2 separate regions of the Sus scrofa genome follow, and region 1 is linked to region 2. A link is a contact called in public Hi-C data. All regions are on one chromosome and are shown on one strand. The core of a region is the stretch at or near the end of the contact, and the rest is flanking DNA. Distances in the headings are between cores, read along the strand shown.

Region 1 (5,794 bases), core at 2,656-5,155, 210 kb before region 2:
GCGGCGTCCAGCCGTTACCTCGGTCCCGGCGCTCCAAAAACTCGGCCGCCTCCAGCAGGCGCTGCACGTTGATCATCCGCACTCGCTCCATGGGCACCGCGGGTGACGAGCGGGGCCTCTCCACGCTCCCTTCCCCAGCCGACAGGAGGCGCCGCAGGCGGCTAGAGTCTGGCACCGCCCCGGGACATGTGCGGGAGGCGGGCGGGCCAGCCCCGCCACAGCTAGGCGCGCTCTCTGCCGCCCCCCGCCCCACCGCCCCCTCCTCCAGGCCACCCCGCCGCCCGGCCGCCCAGCAGCCCCGCAGCCCGGCTGGCTGCCCGCGCGCGGTTTGTTTACCTCTCCGCCCGAGCACGGGGGAGGGGCGGGAGCACCGCCGCGACCCGCCCCCTCCCGCCCCTTCCTCTGCCCCCTGGGAAATGTAGTCCCGCCCCCGCGCACTGGACGCCGGGAGTCGTAGTACACACGCTTCTCAATGCGCATGCGCCTTGCCAAATCCCGCAGTGGCCGCCGGGAGATGTAGTCCCGCTCGACTTTTCCCCAACCAGGTGGGAAGACTAAGTCCTCACTGGTAAGAACTGAGAGCGCTCTGAGTGTACTCCCGGGGAAGCCCTTTTCTCAAGGACTCCCGATGGGCGCCCAGGAACTGAAGCATTCTTTATCTGAAGTGCCACATTCCAGTTCTCTGCTACTTTCTTTTTTTTTCCTATCTACTCCTTTCTCATGTACCTTCTGTGCCTCAGTTTCCCCATCTGCAGAATGCGCGGCCTGGACACCACACAGAGAAATACTTGAAAAACCAGAAATCCCTGTTCAGAAACAAGGGGTGATCCTATCAAGAGCCAGAGAGGGCTTCCATAAGGCTCTTTTAATACCTCAGTTTTCACAAAGGTAGTGTTTTGGTTTTTTTAATCTTACTTTTTAAAAACTCCTTTCTCCTCCCGCAGCCCCTCGCTCGTGATTTCAGAGGCTGGGAAAACCTCTCTGGTGCTGCAAATGAAGGATATAATTCAATGAGTAAATGATTTGGTGCTGGAGCCACAGAGGGATCGGTTCAAATCCTGACTCTGCTACTTACACCACCTGTCAGGCCTCATCATTCTCCTGTATATGTTTATCCAAACATTGAGGGTTGCCATGTGCCAGGCACTGTACTAGCCATAATGTATACAGTAATGAAAGAAACAGATATAGACCTTGCTCTCGAGGAGTGTATAGTCATTAGGGCTTATTGTGAAAATTAACTGAAATAAATCCAGCACTTAGTACATGGCACTCAATAAATGGAAGCTATCATGACTGCTTCCTCTCCTTCTCCTCCACAGAGAGGAAACGGAAAGCAGAGGCTAAAGAGAGCAGGACCACATTAAAAGACTGCCAATGGCTGCTCTTACCACCACTGTCTTTCCAAGTTCCCAATCCAACAAGTCCTCAAAGTCTACACCAGAGTTTCTCAACCTCAGCGCTGTTGACATTTTGGGTGAATAATTTTACTTGGCGGGGGGGGGGGGGGGAAGACCTGTGCACTGCAGAATATTCAGCAAGATCCCTGGCATCTACCCACTAGATGCCAGTAGCACACCACCAACTCAGGTGTGACAACCAGAAATGTCTCCAGACATTGCCAAATGTTTCTTGGGGCACAAAAATCACCCCTGATTGAGAACCTCTGGTCTAGGGTGAGGAGGGGCAAGAGGGTCATAACTGTTGAATGCTTTTAGGAGCAAGCTGGGAATTGTGTAAACATCTATAACTTTCCCCCACGCTGATTTTTTTTAACCTGCTGGTAGACATCCAGAATAACAGGAAACTCTTGGTGAGGGGACAATTTCCCCTTCCCTGTGGTCATTCCAGTGGCTACTGCAGAAAATATCATCTCAAGATGAAAATGTTACTCTCAAAAATGTCATGGGCTTCATGCTGCATTTTAATATGCTCTCCCCCCCCCTTTTTTTTTCCAAAGTGAACAAAATTTCCAATGAGGTCAAAAAGCTGCAAAATTCTGCCAGCCCTTTTAAATATTACACTTGGCACCACATTTAAGAACCAAATAGATGTTCCATCAAAAGCGGGGAGACCAAAAATGAGAAATGCTCACAAGCCACAAGAGAAATTTTTTTTTATAAAGTCTTTGAAACAGAGAACTGTGCTTTTTCAGCTGTTGGCTAGGTCGCTTCAGATCTGGTCTCTCCCATTGGGTGTTTGTAACAACCACTCTCCACATTTCACCAAGGGACATGTTGGGGAGGGGAAGAATGGAAGTATTTAAAAAGAATACTTGTTCACTCAGAACATCTGTAGGCTGAGGATAGAAATTATTAGGCTGAAAGTTAGTTTCTACCACTGGCATAACCCCGTTAAGCTTCAGATCCCAAACTGCCAAGGGCTACCCCAGGAACTTAAAAGAGGTTGCTTTATAACAAATGAAAGTCTACCCAATGGGAAGTAAACCAGGTGACATGCAATCAAGAAAAAAAAAGTACAAACTGAAAATACACACAGGTTCAAGATGGGTCTAAATCCAACATCATTAGCCCTAACAGGTTATTAAGATAAAGCAGGGTGCTTGCATGTGCCTGGCCTTTCACAGCTGACCTTCAGATGAATTAACCAACCCTTCTTTTAAAGCCATGGCCAAGAGAGAGATGAGGAGATGGAAAGCAGTGAGAGAATTACCAAAAGGCAACTTGCATATGCTGAAGAAGGGACGAGGTAATGATAAGGGCTCCTTTCTGTACAGAAATATCTAGCCTTTTCTAAGAGCAACTGCAGGTGCCATGTCCTTCTCTGGCTCTGGCTGACTCCTTGAGCTCTTGCTTGGACATTAGCCACAAGGGTCTCCCAACAGCACAAAGCTTGGGGCTCTAGCCTTGGGAGAGTGATGCTACCCACACACCACCCCTCAGCACCAGCCTAGCCTGGAAGAACCCAGAGGCAGCCATGGCCTTTCTTTTGTTCTTATAAATCTAATGTGCACTACAAATGCAAATGGGGAATCTGAGGAAAAACAAGGCTTCCAAAGTCTGGAACCTTACCCACAGTCTCTTCTGTCCTCTCCCTAAAGTGTCTCTCTCCAAGGAGTATCATTTCAAGATGGAAAAAGTCCTCCAGAGTCCCCAGCCCTACAACTAGTGGGTACATTAGATATATTTTGGTGGGTACATCAGATATATTTTTCTTAAACTGAAGTGCTGGCAAACCCACAATGAGCTTTGCTACCAGCAACTGGTAATAGTGCTAATTGGGCTAATCAAACAGAAGGCACAGGTCTTTCACTAGTCTTCAAGTACACCTTTTTAAACCAGGCTTTACAATTGTCCCCTGGATGGGGACAACCTGCCTTCTGGAGGAAACAGGCAAAGCTCTCCATTCTTAGGGGTCCTTTCCCTGCACAATTTACTCAATGTACATTTCCAGAGGATTTACTGCACATTTATGAACAATGGAGGAGGCTGGTCTGTGTTATATCATTTCTGCAGACTGGGAAGATGAAAAGAGGATACCGGGCCATGAGGTTAAGGTACACGTCCAAAGTCACTGTGCTGTGACACCCGGTGCTTAAGAGAACTTCCCTGAAACTGCAAAGTGCTTACTACGCAGGGCAGTTTTCTGTAATTATCTTTATAAGGGTGTGTGTGGGGGGGGAGTCTTCAAATAATCAAGACTGAGAACAGGGGAGAGTGAGTCCTGAGCTCCTAAATAAGAACCAAAACAGTTATACATCTTTCCATCCCCCACTCCAAAACGGACAATGCAGCCTCCTCCTCGCCTCTCCCTTCGGATCCCAGAAACGTGAAGAGCAGCAGAAAACCTTTCCTTCTGCCGAGTGAGTCAGCCTAACTTCATGCGTAAGCTCTCCTCGAGTCAGCGGCAGCTCAGAGCTGCGGGTCTGTGTGCAGCCGAGATAAATTTGGGTCTAGAAGGGATGACGTAATGCTAAACCCGAGAGGTAGCTGCTGCCTCCCAGGGCTCCTGTCGCCAGGGCTGCCAGCTGACATCCCAACCACATGGAAAAGCACCACGACCCAGGTGCCTGAGCTGGGGAGAAAGGGAAAGGAAGGACAGGGGGCTGGGAGGAAACGGCGGGGGGGAGGCAGTGTTAATCTGAGATCACTGAATCTGGAAGTTTGTTGTTTTTTAACTTCGGTTTTCTGGTGAGATCAGGCCACTGGCAGAGGCTCAAACAGCTGCACTTGACTTCCATCCTGGCCTATCTCTTCCCCCTTAGAAAAGGGCTTCTTACATTTTATTAAATGGCCCTTATAACAGCAGCCTACTTGGGTGATTAGAATGGATGTGTTAATCTCTCAAAAGTCCCTTTCCCTCTTTTTTGCATCAACTTGGATCCAAGAAGAAATCTGCATTGCAGGACTCAATTAATATGCACATCTAAGACTTGCTTATCTGGGAGCACCCCACTTGGGGGCAAATGGTAAGATATTCAGGAGGATTTTGCTAGGACCATGCCAAGTGAATGTTCCCCGCAAAAAACATTTCATGGTTTGTTTCATAGAAGTTTGTATCATTAAGCTGATTCCTCAATCCAACCTCCATTTTTCAGATGAGAAAACAAGCTCGGAGAAGTATGGTAACTTACCCAAGGCCACACAGCTCTTCCTCAAACCGATGGAGCAAGGTTTAAGACTTAAGCCTACAGACTCTCATCCTGTGCACTGGACCCATCTAATAATTCTTTTTCTAGCTGATTTTTGTTTTTAAAAATAAGTAGATAAATGAAGTAAAATACATTCTCTGCTTTTTTAAATGTGTAGAGCCCCAATCCTTTAAATATCAAAATCAAGTTGCATTCCAAAGGGATCCAAAGCCTGTTCTGTTTTGTTTTCTGTTCTAGGTTCCTTCTTCCCTAAGGAAAGGCTGGTCTCAGAATCAACGCCTCTGCTGGCGATGACCACAAGCCAGGGGCCCAACCTCGCTACACCGCTTTAATTAAAATACCACCACAGATAAATGATCTTTGTTGCATGGAAGTAGTTTTCTTCATTAGGAATGCCTCCTGAATACTTTTTTCAAATGACATTTCATCATGTGTTGCTGTAGTTATGTGTTATTCTCCTTTAATTTGTGGTTATAATCATTTATACTGATAGATTTTGGCATGTATTCTGGTCAGCCATTTTATGTTGTTCTTGAAAACACTGCTCATTCCATGAGTTATTATTTTGTTTAGAATGTTTGCATCTATATTCAAAAGCAAGAACACACGATAATTTTTGGTTGCACTTATCAGGTTTTGGATGCACTGACCTCTTCTTTTAAAGTTAGATGCGACTTGATCCTAAAGCCTTAAAAAACAAAAAACAATTATCAGCGACTTTCCCCAGCTGCTAAGAGAATGCCCCACATTCTTGCCACAGCCCTGGGTAATCCTCCCTCCTCTGCCAGGAGCCTGCCTACAGTTGTGCTGCCTCTACCTCTGGGCATCACCATTCCCTTCCAGGCAGCAGAAACTTGTGGAGGTCACTCTTAGGCCCAGCCAGGCCCTGGACACGAAATCATACTAAGTCCTGCTGCCTGTGGCTGAGTTCTCAGCCTCAGGTAACGTTGTTTAGAGTAAAACACCAGGCCTTTGCCTGCCCAAAGACATCTGTGATCTTGCCATCTCTTCCAGCTCCAGCATTCTGATTCGAGGATTCTGGGATTCTCCAGAGATCCTAGAATGATATGCCTCCATTTGCCTACTAGCTGCTATATAATGAGAGCCAACTATGTGCATGGTGCTACTCGTACAACCAGTTCATTTAACTCTCACTCAACACACCTCTGAGATTCCTGATTC
Region 2 (5,081 bases), core at 1,418-3,917:
CCACCTCCCTCGGAGAGAAAGGGGTTCACCTGAGGCCACAAGGGCAGCCAATAGGAAGTCCCCTCAGGCCTGCGAGCGGTCACATTCCTCAACCCCGCGCGACCCCCTGGAAGGGTCCCCACAGCCCAGCCCGCGCGGGCGCCCGCCGTCCCTGCCGGAAGGAGGGGCAGAAAGACGGCGCCTTCCCTCCCCTCAGGATTACCTCGCAGCTCGCAGCTCGCAGCCGGCTTTGTGCTTCCCTCCCTCCTTCTCCGCGGCCGCTGGGGCTGCAGCGGCCGGGCGATCCTCCACTGCCGCCGCTTGAGCGCCGCACTGCTCCAGAAGGGAGGGCAGGAGAGGAAGGGGCTTGAGGAAGGAGGGACCTGGGCGCTGAGCCCTTTGTAGCAGGAAGCGACGACACCTGGGTCGCGATGCCTCTAGCTCTCGATCTCGGTTTTTTAAAATATAACTTAAACCTCCTTCTTTTCCCTCCCTCCCCGCGCCTCTGCGACCGTTACCGGCAGGCTGCTCGGGCTCTGGCGGGACTGGCCTAGCGCCCCCCGAGCGCCCCCTGGCTCCGCCCCTAAGGCCCCTCCCTTAGGCCCCCAAGCGCCCCTGGCCCCACCCCCAAGCCCGCCCCTCGCAGCCCCCGAGCGCCCCTGGTCCCGCCCCTCGGGCCCCCGAGCGTCCTGGCCCCGCCCCTCGGAATCTTGGGACACTCCTGGCCCCGCCTCCCAAGGCTCCGCCCCTCGTGGTCCCGTACTCCCCTCCAGAGCCTTGGTCCCACCCCCTGAAGCCCCCACCCGGCCCGCCAGTAGAGTGTCACAGAAGACACGGTCGCTGGGGCTTATTGGCCGGCCCCTGGGAGGGCCTGGCGGGGACAGCAGTCTAGCATCTTTTCAGCGTCCTTCTGTGGCTATGCAGCTTCGATCCGCGGCGTCCCCTGAGGGTCGGAGGTGTAAACGACTCCTACGCAAACCCGACTAGAGGCGGGGAGGAGGGGCGCCTCGGAAATGTCGCCCTCCCTAACCTGAGAGAGCTCCTAATCCTGAGGCTAAGCCACAGCTCTTAGTTAGCCACTGGCTGCTGGGTCTTCAGCAGGAGGCCACTGCTAAGGTTCAACCTCCGCACGCCCCCCATAGGAGAGGCCTGGGTATTCTCATCATAGTTGCCTATGGGGGCGCCTCCTCCCTCTACTCACCTCCTCAGAGGGGCAGGGCAGGCGCTCTCTCAATCCTGCTTACTTGATGGGTATCAAGGGTCTCATCCCCACTTTGGCTCCTGGCCTTGAGACCTTATGACAGCTGACCTCTGGGAGGTGAAAAGTCAAAGCACCGCCAGCCTTCAAAATGAATTTGGGGGCGGGTAAACTTTGCAACACGCAATTGCAGGGCTGTGGATCCATCCACAGGTGACACTAGGGCCGCCCACCCCCCACCTCCCAGACACGACCTACTCTAGAAATAGACCTCCCAGCAACGCACACTTTTCTCTGCCACCCACGACTTGCACATCCCTCTGGCGTACATGTCCTCCACAGGCACGAATCCACTCCCAAGCACGCCCGGCTGAGCGCCATTCTGGTTATTCATGGTCCCTTGGGTCAACCCCACCCTAACACACACAACAAACTTCATTCCCCACCCTTATCTCTCTTCGTTTCCAAGGCATTGGCAACACTCCATTTCATTTCCTTCCTCTTCTGCAGACTCTTCTCTTCCCCCTCAAATACTTCATGCCATCCCCCTCATCTTCATCCCCTCCCTCCTCCCTAAAAATGTGCTAATTAAAATGTAGTTTCCTCTTCCCACATATGAAGTGTGGAAAATGAATCTTGTCTTGGCCCAAACTGTGATTCATTTATCCTTATTTTCTCTCTGCACTGGACTAAACCTTAAGAAATTTTAGTCTACCACCATCTCCCATATGCTCAAAATCTAACGATGTCTTATGGTTTTTAGATACCCCTAAAGGATCGTGGGGAAGGCTTCCTGGCTTTGGGTAGAAAATATTTAGAAAATGTTCTGCCTGTCATTTTATTTGGGATTTTAAAATATCTGCAGTATTTGAGAGAAATATTGGGAGTGGCTGGATGTTTTCTTGCATTTAAAAAGCAGAGAATGAAAAGCTTGGCAATTCATTAAGGTTACCTTTTTATGAACAGCCCCCCAAAAGTATGTTAAGGGCACGTATCAGACAATAGTCTCCCCTATACAGGGCATTTGCTAGTCACAAATCTAGGACCCCCCCCCAAAAAGGGAGACAAATTAACATAATCCATCTTAAGCATGTCTGATGAGCAATCCTTTCCATGATCACTCTCTTTCCCACAGTTTCTGGACAAAATGGATAAAAGATTTGCTTACCCACTGAGGATCTAAGGCTTTCTTGTGTCCAGCGTAGTAGACGCGTGTGTCTTCTAGGTGTGGATCTGCAATGCTGCACAGAAACCTACTGCAGCCTCAGACCCGCGGTGGCGGCGGCGGCTGCAGCGGCAGCGGTAACAGCTGCAGCGGCAGCAGCAGCAGCTTCTCCCAATGCTGAGTAGTAAAGTGTGTGACTTTAGTAGAGACTCCACAATTAGCATTAGGCGCTTGCTTAAAAGAGAGGAGGCGGAATCTTTCTTAAAGGAATGGGTTTTGTTTTTCCTCTGCACTATTGCTTCATAAGAGGCAGAAAGGGTGGAAGCAGGGAGTTTTTCTGGGCTGAGTAAGGCAATACAGCTGTGGGAGGTCAAGGTTAAAATTAACTGGGTGATCTAGGGACCAATTTAGTGTGAGTCAATGAAATGCTAGAAGCATTAGTTTTAAAGAGCCCTGCTAACTGCAAACTCTGGGGTGCATGGCAAAAATAAAGTGATGTGCCTTGAAACTGACTAGTATTTTGTGTTAATATTTAATTTCTAATCATTGCACTAAAGTGATAACTATTTAAAGGGAGGTTATTTACTATTTAATACAAGAACGTGAAAAATAATAAAACACATGATTGGGGGCAATGGAGTAAAGTCTTACACTTATAAGCATATCTGGAATTTCAATGAATGTATTAGAGAATATATCATTGTAAATCAACTCTACTTCAATAAAAAAAGAAAAGAAAATATATTATTGACAGAGATCAAGGTGTAGTTATCAAATAATATTATTTATAGAAAAACAAAAATATCTGAAATAGTTTTAGAAAATAGTAGCAGGGTACTATGCTATTTCAGTGGCAGAGTTCAGCAAAATTAAGAACTCAAGTAGATTACTTTAAATGCCTGCAAATCTACTATTTACACTATTAAAATGTGATGTGTCTACACATGAGGAACTTGGGAGTCTGCATTATAACTTTGTTTTATTTTAAATAATATTTAAATTTGAGCAGTGAACATCTGTGATTTTTTTCCTTCACAGGTAAATGAGGAGGTGTGGACCCAAAATATAAATAGAGAAAAATGCAGAAAATATCCTGCAATTGATTTTTTTGGCACAGCCTTTGTTAACTACCTATGTGCTCTTGACCAAGTAAATAAACTTTTCTGTTTCATAGTTCCCTAAATTGTAGAATAAGGATATTGGGTTGAGATTTCCTTTCACATTCCAAAATACTATGATTTTATGACATTTAAATGTTTATATTTTCATTATTTAATGCATGTATGTCTGACTCTACACTACTTTTCCTAAAAACTTGGATTAAAAATAAATATAGAGAGCTCCCCTTGTGACTCAGCTGTAATGAACCCGACTAGTACCCATGAGAACTCGAGTTCCATCCCTGGTCTCAATCAGTGGGTTAAGGATCCTGTGTTGCTGCAAGCTGTGGTGTAGGTCTCAGAGGTAGCTCGGATCTGGCATTGCTGTGGCCGTGGTGTAGGCCAGCAGCTGTAGCTCCAATTCAGCCCCTAGCCTGAGAACTTCCATATGCCACAGGTGCAGCCCTAAAAAAAAAAAAAAAGAAGAAGAAGAAGAAGAAGAAGAAATAAATAAATAAATCTATATTTTAAATGTATAGCCAGATTTTGTTATTTTCCACTATTCTGAAATTATTTTGCAAATCAAATATCTTTTTGTAAAGTGAATAAACTTAGTTTTATCTGACTTATGATTTTGTACCCAACTATGACCAATTTGGTTAAGGATACTGACTGAGTGGAGTACAAAATGTATGTTTAACGGTGTATTTTAAAAACTGGTACAACGTCAGATGGTAGAGTTGGAACAGTTTAGAGCTCACTGACTCCAACTCTAATTTCACAAGTGGAAAAAATGGAAACCCAGAGGAGTAATATGGGACACAGGGGACTTAACTCAGTCTCCACTATTCACACACAAGACAAATAACAACACATATGAGCATACACAATGTTTCACAAACCCATAGTGGGGGCTGAGCAAGACCTGTCACAGCAAAAAAAAAAAAGTGGTTTCACTCAATGACACCATTTGTGTACATGTAGTATAAACTAAAAATATATATCAAACAAGTGCTTATAATATGTGTAAATATTAACACAAATTTTGCCTTCAGGTTTGGAGGTGTTTATGCTAGAAAGTAAAGAAATTTGTCTAGGGAAGTGTGTGTGTGTGTGTGTGTGTGAGAGAGAGAGAGAGAGAGAGAGAGAGAGAGAGAGAGAGAGAGAGATTTAAGTGACCTCTAAGGAAACTCTCAACACTTGCAAACTCTTACTTATCTTCCACCCAAATGACAGACCCTTCAACACTGCCACTTGCCTCTTGCACCCATTGCACCTCTGTTACCTTTTGTCTGCATGCTTAAGCTGCCAGGAGGAAAAGTGCGTTTGGATCCAGGTAGGGTTAAGTATTGGCGAGACTTAATTCTGGCCTTCAGAGATGATTTTTGGAAGTTGCTTTTGGGTCTAGATACTAACATTTTTCCTTAAATCCTGATCTTGTATTCCTGATAAGGAACCTGGCACTAACCTAAGCCCATTCTCCCTAGTCTCAAAGGGGCATTACCTTAGATTAGATGACATAGCAAACTTGGTGTTTTGTGTACCTAGATTTTTTTTTTAAACCCTTCTACAGGAGTAGAATTGAAGGAAATTAGTTGCCCTGTTTCTTCATCCATTTTTATTTGTCTTGCTCTTCTGA

The links. Hi-C and Micro-C count contacts between places; a contact is called where the count stands out from the background.
Region 1: a Hi-C map of skeletal muscle shows a contact between it and region 2, with 2.8 times the contacts expected there. The contact joins the enhancer-like site here to the promoter of ADD3 in region 2. A contact is called at or near these places in 5 of 47 Hi-C or Micro-C datasets (alveolar macrophages, blood, epiblast stem cells and 2 more).

Annotation. Positions count from the first base shown.
Region 1 is chr14:120,655,477-120,661,270 of Sscrofa11.1, reverse strand. All of the region lies in intron 1 of MXI1 (max-interacting protein 1), which reads right to left. Among named protein-coding and RNA genes, the nearest start is that of MXI1, 15 kb to the right of the region's middle. Within about 2 kb of position 3,905, at least 35 of the 83 cell types and tissues checked have an H3K27ac peak or open chromatin away from gene starts, as enhancers often do. A contact at or near this core is called in skeletal muscle, where this site is marked.
Region 2 is chr14:120,449,007-120,454,087 of Sscrofa11.1, reverse strand. It overlaps ADD3 (gamma-adducin), which reads right to left and starts at 2,667. Exons shown (of 15, transcript XM_001924738.5): 1 at 2,346-2,667.